2 separate regions of the Mus musculus genome follow, and region 2 is linked to region 1. The links are chromatin contacts, called in public HiChIP or PLAC-seq maps. All regions are on one chromosome and are shown on one strand. The core of a region is the stretch at or near the end of the contact, and the rest is flanking DNA. Distances in the headings are between cores, read along the strand shown.

What was found. HiChIP or PLAC-seq counts read pairs in DNA pulled down with a chosen protein or histone mark.
Region 2: an H3K4me3 HiChIP or PLAC-seq map of forebrain shows a contact between it and region 1, with 2.9 times the contacts expected there. The contact joins the promoter of 9430021M05Rik here to the enhancer-like site in region 1. A contact is called at or near these places in 6 of 39 promoter capture datasets (cranial neural crest, embryonic stem cells, hippocampal neurons and 2 more), 5 of 484 Hi-C or Micro-C datasets (cortical glia, embryonic stem cells and nephron progenitors) and 6 of 115 datasets of contacts at active chromatin or transcription factors (astrocytes, embryonic forebrain, embryonic stem cells and 1 more).

Annotation. Positions count from the first base shown.
Region 1 is chr2:162,456,846-162,463,158 of GRCm38.p6, forward strand. The region is part of intron 1 of Ptprt (protein tyrosine phosphatase, receptor type, T); the gene reads right to left. Among named protein-coding and RNA genes, the nearest start is that of Gm46774, 38 kb to the right of the region's middle. Within about 2 kb of position 1,941, at least 9 of the 459 cell types and tissues checked have an H3K27ac peak or open chromatin away from gene starts, as enhancers often do. A contact at or near this core is called in cortical glia and forebrain, where this site is marked.
Region 2 is chr2:162,656,423-162,662,823 of GRCm38.p6, forward strand. 9430021M05Rik (RIKEN cDNA 9430021M05 gene) reads left to right here and starts at 4,741. Exons shown (of 4, transcript NR_033569.1): 1 at 4,741-5,004; 2 at 5,299-5,374. It overlaps Ptprt (protein tyrosine phosphatase, receptor type, T), which reads right to left and starts at 4,725. Exons shown (of 31, transcript NM_001291150.1): 1 at 4,378-4,725. The coding sequence starts at 4,477.

The DNA of each region.
Region 1 (6,313 bases), core at 691-3,190:
CTCTCCCCCAGCAGAGTCACACCAGTCCTCCTATTTCTCAAGAATAGTTGCATCAAGAAGCCCCACAGAAGTCATTGACCTATACTGACTACATGCTTGAGGACTGGGATGTGCCCGCAGTGACCATCCTTGTCACACATCCCTTGGATGTGCCCTATTGTTAAGACTATATAACTATGATACTGCACTCCAGAAGCATCATGGGCGCTTACAATGCTGACAACCACATCACCTCAGTCCCAACCATATCACTGTTTAAGTTATTAACACTGTAAATAGAGAAAATAATTCTGTGTGTGTCTGTCTGTCTCTCTATGTGCTTATGTCTATGCGTAGGTTCACATGTGTGTTGGTTCACATACATATGTGGATGCACAACCACATGGAGGCCAGAAGACAACCTCAGGTGCTATTATGTTTTTGTAGACAAGATATCTCATTGGCTTGGCCTGGAGCACTTCCATTTAGCTACCCTGACTAGCCAGAGAGCCCCTGGGTTCTACCTAACTCTACTTCCCCAGCATCAGGATAGTAAATGCAAGGTAAGATGATCAGCCGCTTTGATCGTGGGTTCTGGGGATTGAACTCGGGTCTCTGTGCTTGCAAGGCCTGCACTCTATAGGCTGAGCCGTCTCTTCAGGCCCGTTCTGTCTTTTTAAGTTTACATCCCAGTTGTAAAGCTGGGTTGTTGGTTTTTATTCCCCAGGTTTTTACTGACTGGCAATCTTTCTCACATGGGTTGTCAGTTCACACTCTTCTCCACACTAGACTCTCAGCTATTTATTACTGTTCTTTATATACTAAAAACGGTTAACTATTGTGAATCTTCTGTGTTATAAATATTTTCCTGGGGTTGCTCTCTTTTTAACTTTTGTGTGACTGCATTTTTACTTACAAATATTTCTGACTTCTGTGTCACGAAATCCATCACCCTATATAACCTTGTAATTTATTTCCTGGCTTTTATAGTCAGAAATCCCTTGCTTCTACCCAAGATCAAATAAATATGCACCTATATTTTCTTAAACCTTTGTCTTTCCTCACTGCATTGGGCTAATTCTGATTTTGTATGGGTGAAATGTCAAACAACAACTGAAATGTCTTAAAGATTAAAAAGAAAAGAACAGAAAAAGCCACATGAGAAGACATAGACGGGTTCACTGGCAGATGAATTATGGATGATCTTGCCCTGTATATAATCTTAAGGATGACATCTACAGGAGCTTTAAACACCCTTAGAAAAGTCTCAAATCCCCTTATCCCAGGTCTCTAGTCTGGGCTTTGTGGGACCCCCTGATGCTATGATCCCCCTGGGAAGTATCACGCGTAGGTTGAAAGGTGAGACTCAACAGCATCTCTCCCAGAATCTCCACCCACTGGGTATTTCATGAACATCTCCCTATGCCTATGCTCAGCCTTGGCCAAGCACACAGGTCTGACACAGGCCAAGACACAGAGGGGTCTTTCTGATGTTCTGGAAACTGAGAAGCATACAATTCTGCCTGAAGGGGTCTTCCTGAGAGAAAGCAATTAAAATTCACATCACAAAGGAAATGAGGCTTTTTTTATTCTAAACTGCAAAACGGTGGTGTGGTTAATCAGAGCAATTATAAATGGTAACATCATTATTCAAGCTTCTATTTCCAAACGAAGTCATTTAAATGAATACATTTTCTGCCTTAGAGCAGTAGCTGCCACTGAGCCTTTAAAAAGAAAGGAAAGGAGGAGAAAAGAAAGGAAAACAGGAGCAACCACTGCCTTGAAGCCTTGGAGATGGGGTGGGAAGAACTTGGCACTGGAAACAGGAGTTGGGAGTCCGGGGTACAGCCTCCGATCCAGCCCAGTCTGTGTGACCTTGGACAAGACCTTAGTTCTCACTTGCTCAGCCAAGGGACTAGACGAATGCGGACTCTTGGGCCCTCCCAGCCCTGACATTGCAGACTCAGAATTCCACAGCGTATTTTAAGATCTGTTTTTAACTATATGCTGCATCTGCAGCTTTGTAAGACCCATAGGCATGTTAAATATCGTGTTATTCAAATGGGACAGACTTTCTAGAAGCTACTGCTAAACGGTGAGTGGTGAGTGACAGCCCCATCTCTCCCAAACGCAGCCAGATCTGCAGGAAGCCACTAGAAATCAGAGCAGAAGTGTGCGTTGGTGCATCAGGTAGGTCCTGGGTCTCAATTACTGTTCTAAGATGACCACATTGATCCACTCAACTAATGAACCTTCACACAAACTTCTTCCTCACTGCTGTGCTCCCCACTTTCTTAGAGAACTTTAGTGTAGGATACTTATAAATGCAAATGCTTTCTCTGCCCATTTAACATGTACGACAATTGCCTGCTCTGTGACTGCTAATGTTTGGTGTTAATTTGACCACATTTGGAATCAATTAAAACCCAAGCAGCTGATCTCCCATGAGGGATTTCTCTATTCCGCCATTTGAGGTGGGAAGACCCATCCTAAATCTGGGCCATACCTTCTGGTAGCCCAGCCCTCATAAAGAACACGGAAGAAGGAAGCTTTGCTTCTTGCCTGCTTGCCCTCACTCAGGCTGGCGAGGTCATTCATCCTGCTGCTGAGGCAGTCCTTCACCAGTTTTAGAATCCACCTCTTAGGGATTCCTGCATAGACTGAAGACCAGCTGAGACACAGAATCTCATAAACTAAACAACTATCAGACCTTGCCCTTTCCACTGGGTAACAGCTACTGTGGACTAGCCGGACCACAGTCTGTAGGTCATTCTTAAGAAAACATACACACACACTAGATAGATAGATAGATAGATAGATAGATAGATAGATAGATAGATAGATAGATAGATAGATAGATATGTATATAGATACATAAATATAGATAATTTTTATTCTATCAGACTTATTCCTTTAGTGAACCCCAATGAATATAGAATAGATATAGACTAGAAATGTCCTTCTCTGGGGACCTGGATAAGATCTCATTGAAACAGAAGCTTCATGCAGGTCAGCTGGTAGAGTACTTACTTAGCATGTAGGAAATCCTGCATCTGACCCCAGCCAATGACACATGAACCCGGTGGGTGGTACACACTGCGCAATACTAGGGAGCAGGATCTGGAGGGTCACAGCAAGGTCATCCTCAGATATAGAGTAAGGTGAGTGAGGTTAAGGACAGCCTAGGATGAGTCAAACCTTGGAGAGAGAGACAGAGAGACAGAGAGGAGGGGGGAGAAAGGGAGGGAGGGAGAGAGGGGTAGGGAGAGAGAGAAGAAAGGAAGCAGAGAGGAAGGCAGGGAGAGAGAGAGAGAGAGAGAGAGAGAGAGAGAGAGAGAGAAAGCCAGCCAGCCAACCAGGCATGGTGACATGTTCCTGGCACTCAGCACCCATGAGGCTAAGGCAGGATCCCAGGCTATATAGCAAGATGCTAGCTGGGAGGCGAGGGGCAATGCCTCCGTGGGAAGGTTAAAGTCTAACTCAGGGTGCCTTGATTGAACTCTTAAAATGCTCTGCTGTTCTTAAATTATAAGAACATTTACTTTTCCTTTGCAAAGGCCAATTAGTGAACAAAGAACACTTGTGTGATCCCCTCTCCAGACCTCCAACCCTCCAGGCCCAGCCCTCTGTTTCACCAGGACCAGCTTGGCCTCTCTCCTGCCAAGTCAGCCTTGATATTTAAATTCATCTCCATGCAGTTTTCTCAGAGTCAATCCCAACTGTGTGAACACACCCCCTTTAGCTTCCCTGAATCTTGGGGTCCCTGTCTATGACTATGAAGCAATAAAAGTCCTTACTTTAAAAGGGGAATGAAATCAAAGGGATGGCTTACAGTGCGTGGAGTTCCCTGCACAAAGGATATACTGTTAGCAATGTCTCACTAATTCCTCATGACCACACCTTTGTGCCTCTACTTCTCACACTGACAATAAGTTTCCTCACAAAGAAATCAACAAACAGGCCAGGACAGAGGCTTTGAAAAGCTTGTGCAGCAGAGGGGATGGCTGAATTGATAAAATATTATGAGGATCCGAGTTTGATGCCTAGAACCCACATAAAAACTGTTAGGCACGGTGATGTGAAATCATAAGCCCAACACTAGGAAGGCAGCGGTAAGCAGACCCCTAGAGGGTCACTAGGCAGCCAGCATGGCCCATTTTGCAAACTCAAGGGACTCTCTCTTAAGAAACAGTGTCTGGGTGTCTAGGGGAGGACAAGGTTGTCCTATCCTTTTTACATGTATACCCACACACATGTATGCACGCACACACACACACACACACACACACACACTATAAACACACAGATAGCATGGACATAGGAAATTCCTTCTGGCTACACTCAGAAGCTTGAAAGCATCATGAAGCATGAACCTGGCCTACTACACTGGTGGCTGGGAGTCCATTCAGAGAAGACCCAAGGTTTCTGAGGTGATAGCCTGCCAAACAACACAGATATGAGAGAGGTATCTTAGACATAACAGAGCCCAAGAGCCTCTAAATAAGACCTCCACAGAGCACCACCAGGCACAAGGGAAGTGAAAATGCCAGTTATTTAAGCCATTAAGTTGTGGGATAGTTTGAGGCAAGGCAAAAGCTATCTGACGACCTCAGATCAGAAATCCATGTCCATCTGACCCATTTCTTAGGATGGATTTTGGTCATGGCTAGCACAGCTGAATATTAGCAACTGAGTCACCAAGCCAATCAGACAGGGCATCACGCTGCAGCTGTTTCTACTCCCAGCCAGAGTTAGATGCATAGGAAGAAGCTATGTGTCATTAAGGCCCTAAACTTCTGCTGAAGGCAGATATACCAGCTGTCTACGGCATCAGCAATATATGGGGCCGCTGTCTGAGCTCACACACCTCTGGGGGAGGGGACTCAGTCTTTAAAGTATCAAATTACTTCCTTAAATGGACTCAGAGATGTCACTCTCAGATCATTAGATATCCATAATCACTCGGCATCACCTCCCAGTGCTGGGCTAAAGAGATGGAGACAGCAGAGATTAAGAGGCCCTCAGCCTCTTAATCCTCATGGAGCTCTTTGTGGTATGTGTAGACTGCAGTGGGCCAGACAACAAGAATGTAACTAATACTGTGAGGTTAGAAAAGAAGGACAGAGCTTGGAATTGGGTAGTTGACCTAGGAACCATGAGTGTGTTCTTGGCCAGGATGGGCAGGGAAGGTCTCAAGATTGAAGATGAAATTTGAAACTGGACCCAAGAGTGAGAAGGAGCCCATTGTTCAAAACACTGGAAAAGTCTCAGGCAAAGAGAACTGGTCATGGGCTCTGAGGCAGCAAGAGTCTCTGAGGAATGAGAGGTAGCCTGTGTAGAGAGAGCTCAATGGGGAAAGTGGTATAAGTGGAAGTCACAAGATTGGTCACACTCACGACTGCTCCACCCACAACCCCACCACCCATGACCCCTCCACTGCACTTTCTCAAGAGCCGCAAGTCATCCTGCCCACCTCTCCCACACATGCCTCCTGAGAAACTGTCCTGGGTTATTACCACTGTCCCTACCATGAAGAGATCCGAATATCCTATGACGTACAAAGTAGGTATAATCATCACCTCCCTCACACCCCGAAGAGATAAGGTGACCTGTCCAAGATCGCACAGGCACCCAGAGTCCGTACACAGCTAGGCTTTGCTTGTGGGGAGACTCCGGGTTGGCTCCTGTGTCTCTCACCTCAAGCTTTGTTTCTTCTGCTCTTGTTTATTTTAAACTCACATGTCCTGTGTCCTTTGCATACACTGTTGGGTGTTTAATCCCCATGGTTGCTAAGCACATCATTTTATGTCTCCTTTATGCCTCTCTGTTGCCCACAAGGATCTTGCTAACTCGGAGATGGGGAAATGACCATGCAGCTAGGCAAAGAAGGAAGACCCTGTATTGCCTGAATGTCTCTCTGCTCTCCAGAATTAAGCTTCTGAATACTCCATCTATATCATCATGCTATTGAATCCCCTCATTAGTCCTGGGGGCTGAGCATCTACCCAAGGTCATAGCTACAATGGGAGTTCAGATAAGAGCAGGTGATCTGCTCCCCTCCCAAGCCAAGCCCCCTGTCACAGGGACATATACCTCTAAGAACATCAACTCAGGAGCTGTTTGCTGGGTCCAGGCCTCTTCCTGAGATCTTGGAATACTCACATCACATTCCCTCCCAAGGAGAGTAAATCCTTCAGGGTAGGTGGCCAGAGCCTCTGCCCATAGCCTTCTAGAATAGGATAGTGATTTCAAACCTTTTGCAGCGGATGCTGACAGCCACCATTGTCACACCTGACGACCTGTCTATGGTCCATTTCTGGTTTTGCTTCTGGCA
Region 2 (6,401 bases), core at 3,491-5,990, 200 kb after region 1:
TTACTGAATACGGATCCCACTGGGCTTCTGAGTAGCCCTCCTGGTGTGTACATAGGAAATGCCAAGTGAATCACACTGAGATCTGGGGACCATAGAGGCCCTAAGTGTCACCATTTGCCATTCACATGTTGTCCCTCCATCTCTCTGCCTCTCATTCCTGTATTGAGATTCACTTTCAACAGGCCCAGTGGGGGTCGGTGGGCGGGGGTGGGGGTGGGAGGGGGGGTAGTATCCTGGTTCATCTGAACTGATTACCACTGTCCCTTTAACTACATCTGATTTAACAATTAAACCCTGTGGCTTCCTTCCTCTCTCACTCCATTTGAATCCATTTTCTAAGATGCCATAAAACATCCTAACTGACTTTTCCTAGCCTCGTGGTGCCGGCTCCTAAACCCATCACACCTGTTGGACACAGCTTGTTCTCATAGCGTTTTAAATTTGTTCCTTGGAATACCATAGCCTGCTATACCTTGGTCTTAGTCTTTGCTTATTTATCAACTTCATAGGTGCAGCGCACACTTTATTTCTGGGGTTCATAAGAGGCAGGAGCAGAGGTGGGGACAGAGCCTGACCAGAAAGGAGGAGCGTATGCAAAAAAGAGGAAACAGTGATAAGCCCCAAAGATTTTACCCTGATGACCTTTTTAAATCTGTGCCAGTTCAAAGGTCAAAGTGCAGTTAAAACATTCTTTCCACAAATTCTGGGACAACTAAACTGACTACTGTCACTTGCTGGGACTTTTCATTTGAAATTTCTTTCTAAAAATAGTATCAGGGAATCAAGACCCACTCCCCCCCCCCAAAAAATGAATAAAGGATGGAAAACTAAAAAGCATCATGAAAGTCCAGCCGTCTCCTGCTTAGTGCTTCACTTAGCTTGGCAGGAGCACCACGGCCCCAGCTCGGATACACGCAGGAGCACAGAGCCATGCCAAGGAGAGTAACAGTTGGCTCCCACTCTGGACAGAGTACCCCCCCCCCATGCATCTTCTGCTTTAGTCCTCACAAAATTCAGTGAGGCAGCTCTAATTATCCTCACTTTGCAGATAAGAGCTTGAGGTTGGAGAAGATAAACAGCCTGTCCAATGTGGCACAGCCAGTACCAAAGGCAGAGGTGAGATTCAAACCAAGAACATTGAGCTCCAGTGCTTTTCTCCAAGCCACGCTGCCTCCCAAACACGATACTCCTTCCCCATCCTGGTTACTGTGAGGCTCCACCATCTCTTCATCACCATCGATAAATATTTATCAAGGACCACTGCCTACATAGCAATGCTCTTGTTTCCACAGCAACACGCAGTCAGAGAGTCATGGGAGTATCCCGTGCTTAAGAGAACGATGCTGTAATATCCTCTGATCATGGCTCTGTAAGGTGACAGTTATAACACTACAAGAGAAGCCATCTCTGCTGGCAGCCTGAAGCCTGTGGAAATGTGCTTAGGATAAACAAGAAGGAACTGAAACAGAAGAGAAAGGTACAGACTGTAACCCAAGACGGAGGTCTCTATTTATTTCATGTTTGTTGTTGTTGCTGGAACAGAATCAAAGCCAGGTCTCCACATTAATTGTTCTGTTATTAGGAAACAAATCAAGCAATCCAGGACAGAAAGTAAAATGCAACTGTAGTGGGAACAGCTCCCCAGAGGTATCTGGCAGCAATTATTGAGTTAAATGACTACATTGCTTACAACTGCCACCCAGAGTCGGTCCCTGTCAAGATTTGGCTTTAACTTGTAATACTGAAACCCACTGATAAATAGACTAATTATCCCGTATCTAATTACGTAGCCATAGCCTTCCCTCATTCCCAAATCATGTGTTCTGTTTACCAACTATTATCAAAGCACTTTTTTTCTTTTACTATAATCCCTCGCCAAAAAAAAAAAAAATGTAGTGGCTCATGAAACACAGGGTAGAGTAAGGTAGGGGGAAATTGCCTTTGATGACAGCTTCTGACTCCGACTTTTGGACACTGTGACCAACAGTCACAGCAAAGCCCATCAGCCCTCAATGTCCTAGATGTAAGCTCACAAATTGAAATTGCTTCCGAGACCGGGGAATCTTCAGATCAAAGGAATATGGAGAACACACTACTGAGTTTTAAAATGCATTATTTACTCAGACTTGCAGAAAGTTTAAAATAAGCTTTTTCAAAAGAGACCCAAACTATAATCATACTTATAACAAATTTGGATTCTGACAATACCACAATGAGGAATAAAATAAGAAGAGAAGTCCGTTTTAACAAGTCAACAGTTGCAGGATTAACGCGTCGACAATTACAGATGTTCATAAGGAAAGCCCCGGAAGAATCCAGTTTAAACGATCTAGTTAGCATTAAAGTAGAGCGATAATGAGCTAGGTATAGAAAAAAAAAAGATGCCCATTTCTATAAATGAGCGGAGCTTAGAACGCACCAAGTCACCAAGACAAGCTAATCCTACTCCTTTAAGGAGCCGGGAACAACGCAGCCGCTTGCTAAATATATGCTATTGTAGCTTTGCAAAAGCTATGGGCCCAGGTAGAACCAAAGGAAACATATGGCGCCTTCGCAGTCGATTTCTTCCCAAACTGTACTCCAGGATTGCTTTTCTTCCCGGTGTGTTCCGAGCAGCAAACAAAGAAAAGGTGCTTCCTCCTCACACTTCTCTAAATGTTTTAACAAAAGGCTGCTGAATAAACACATTACTCATTTAAAAATTGAACCGAAGTTCTATCCCTGAGATGAAAGCGGCTCGATTTGCATTTAACAGCTGTGAGCGAGCGCCACCTTGCGGTAACATGCGGAACCGGCGTGCGTTTCAGCCCTGGACAGCTTTCTGGAGCAGGTTCTGGGTTTACAGCTGCTACCCAAAAAAGGTCTGTGGGACGTGTTTGATCCGGTTTCTGCTGCGGGAACGTGAGTACTATTAACGTATGAATGTCCCGCCAAGCCTTAGAAGACAGTAAAGATTAGAATCATAAGTCATACCCGGGTCCCCAGGACTGCCTCAAGCACCCTCCTGCCAGCTTCCTGACACAGCACACCTAACGCAGACCCCAAAGCGAGGGAAACAAGAGCCTTGAAGCATCTTCAGAATGATGTTGCGGCCGTCTCTTTTCTCCCCCTCTTGTCCCAGCCTTTCAGCTTCAGACACCTCAAAAAGAGTGGCCTCCTTGCTCAACTTCGCTGGCACGAAAACAAGCTGTTCCTTCCCATACATCCTGTGTCCAGTTTCCATTTTAACATCAAGTCAGGGAAGAAAACCTAAGACATTTCTAACGGAATGTCACTCCGGCGGTTCTTCCTCTCAAAAGCAGCCTGTTTAGAGACTTCCATCAGGCTCACTGCCTTTCTTTCCCTTTCTTCCTCCCCTGATTTCTTATGTGAGCACAGCTGTTGCTTAGCAATCCAAAAAGAACCCTTTCCTAAGTTCCGCTGACATGCCTCAACGTGCCCCCCGCCCCCGACCCCGACCAGCGACAGCAGCTCAGTGTGGTCACTCCTAAACCAAAGGTGCTAAGAAACTTCGAGGTGATTTTGAACTTGGAGGTATCCCTCCCCACCTCTCCTTCCCTCTTTAAGGGACTCACGGAAGGAAGCCCTACCAGTGGGGTTTTAGTGATGAGAGAGACCCTCGGTAGTGGTCTCTTCAGCTCAGTCGCCACTAAGAAGACACTAGACACACTCTGGGGAACTAGCTACCTGCCCATGGGCAAGCCGAAAGACGAGTGTCCCGAAGTTTTCAGAAGCCCACTAGCTCACTGATCAAAGCCACTGCACTTAAAGGGCCTTAGCAGGGTACCCATTACTCTGGACAGAGCCACGAGGTGAGGTGAGGGTTTAGCCGAGTGGGTCATTCACAAGAACACTCCCATGGGAAGTCCCAGCTGCTAAGGGCTCGCTAAGGGGAGCGGCGTGTTTAGAACAACACTGGATGATCTTCAGTGTCTCCCAGGAGAAAGGAAAAGCCACCGCCCTGGCAGCCTGGGCCTGCTAGGGACCTGTGCTCCCCACTCCAAGAGCGCGCAGCCCAGGAAGCTGCCCGGGTGACAGTGCTCCGCGCCGGGCGAGAAGCGGCGCCTCCTCCCTCCACCCCGAAACACTCGAGTGACAGGTTCCGACAAGTGGGAGGCAGCAAGTGGAAATATTCGCAACAGCCGCGCAAAGTTACTCCCGCCCGGGGGTGGGGGGGAAGCGGCAGGAAAGTAAGGCGACGAGGGGCCAGGGGGGGACCTGGAGCGGGACTGGGCACGCCTGGACACAGCAGCTGCGTCCGGAGGTTGGGACGGGACTCCCACCGGGCCCCGGCATCCCCTGGCCACGGGACCCAACTTTCTCCTCCCAGGGCTGGGGAGAGCGAAGGGGCCCGGGGAGCCCGGCGGGCGCACTCACCTGCGGCGCTCTGCGCTCCGGCGCCGGGCAACGGCGGCCGCTGCAGCCCCAGGAGCAGGAGCCGGAGCAGGCAGAGGGCGAGCCCGCCAAGGCTCCCCATCCGGGCGGCAAGCGGCTCAGCCCCTTCCCGAGGGCGCCGGGGCCGGGACTCGGGCGGGCGCGGGGCGGCCCCGCATCGCCAGCGCGGCTGCAGGCAGTGCGCGCCGCTGGGCTCCCGGGGCTGGCTCCTCTCCGGCTGCGGGAGCCGGCGCCGCTGCGCTCCGAGCCCAGGCGCGGCGCGAACTGAGGCGCGAGGCTGGGCGGGGGCGGGACGCGGGGGCCGGGGGGCGGTGTCCCCAGAGTCCTAACGCCGCCGCCGTCGCCGCCGCCCGCCCGGGCGCTCCGCCTCGGCCACGCACACACACCCTCGCGCGCACGCCCGCCCGCGCCTGGCACACGCCCGCGGCTGCCACTCGCGGGCTCCCCCACGCACCCTCTCCCGGGCTGGCCGGCTCGGGGCCGCTCGCGCACTCAAGCGCGTACACACATCGCTCTTGCACACACAGGATCTGCGGGGTATTCGCCTCTTCGCCCCGCGCCACACCACCCAGCTGAGCATCGCTTTCAGGCTACCCTGCGGGGGCGCAGGTACGAGGCGATGGGGGGAGGAGAGAAACCTGGAACAGCCTTTGAAGTAAGGGTGGGAGAACAGGTGACTGGGGGGGGGGGGGGCAGTGCGAGCAGGCAGGGGGAGGGAGAGGCCCGATCAACTCCGGACGCTACAGGGCTGTGAATTGCGGGAGGGGGATGCTTCGCAAAGCTGGGGACAGCTGTTGAAGGGTCTCCTGCACACCCTAAAATTCTCTCGTATATTCATATTCTCCCTTTCTCTTTCTTTCTCTCTCCCTTTCCCTCCCTCTTTCCTCATCCCCTATCATCTAGTCAGCAGTCCAGCACAGCCGACCTTAATCACAACACATCTCTTTCTCTTGTCCCTAACCCCGCCCTACACACACAGGTGTGGGAATCTCTCCCCCTTCTCTAGCTGCCTCCCCTGTTCTCCCTTTCAGAGAGAAATGGAGCTTTCCCCCTTTTGCTTCCTGGTCTGAACAAAGACCTGGCTGGGGCTGAAGGCCTAAAGACATAGATCACTGGGCAGTGCCTGCCACAGCCCACAGGCCTGCCACCAGGGGAGGGATGTGAGCCTTGTATATAAAGGCCTTCGATAAGGACACCCAAAGATGCTGAAGGGATTCCTACTTTGTAAACACTTTACTGCCTGCCCAAAGCCCTCCTTCGGTTTAACAAAGTGTTTCCCCCTCCCCATTCCACTCCCTTGTTGGAGTCCCAAAGGACTGAACCGGACAGACAGACCATTAGGAGTCATATGGAAGTCAAACACAGCCAGCATCTCCAAAAGTGGGGCACCAGGGGCTCTGGGTTGGAGTTGCTTTGGCAGAGCCTCACTGGTACCCCAGCTCTGCCGAGGTGGACGTTTTTTATTGAACACCAGCCCATTTATTTCTCTCAGCCCACACTTGTAATTCCAGGCAAATGCTTCCACCTGGCTCTGAACGACCTCCCTCCACCTCCACAGCCTCCACTTTTCTCAAGATAAACACAGGGGCCAGCCCATTGCATGGCCAAGCACCTCCCACACTTCCCTGGTCAAAGCACTCTCCCAGGGGAGAGGACCCCTCCCCCCCCCAAAAAAAAGAAAACCCTGCTGCTTAGCCCTCACTCCAGGGAATAGGGTTTGTGCTCTGGGGGGTTTTGGGGGGGGGGGGAGTGGCGGGAGCCTGGGAGTTAGACCTCTTGCAAGCTACCTTGCAGGTCCTTAAATTTTTTACTAATATTGACAGTGCACTTGACTGGGCAGTCATAGCCTTGGCTGTTCTCTGGTGACACAGGATGATTGCCCCCCTGGGAACAATAGGAATAGAAGATCCCTTCAGCTCAGAGCTAAACTGCCCAACTGTTTGATCCAGCCCATGTCTATCCAGGCCTAGCCTTAAGTTAATGAGTTAGAGTGCAGCCTCTAAGAA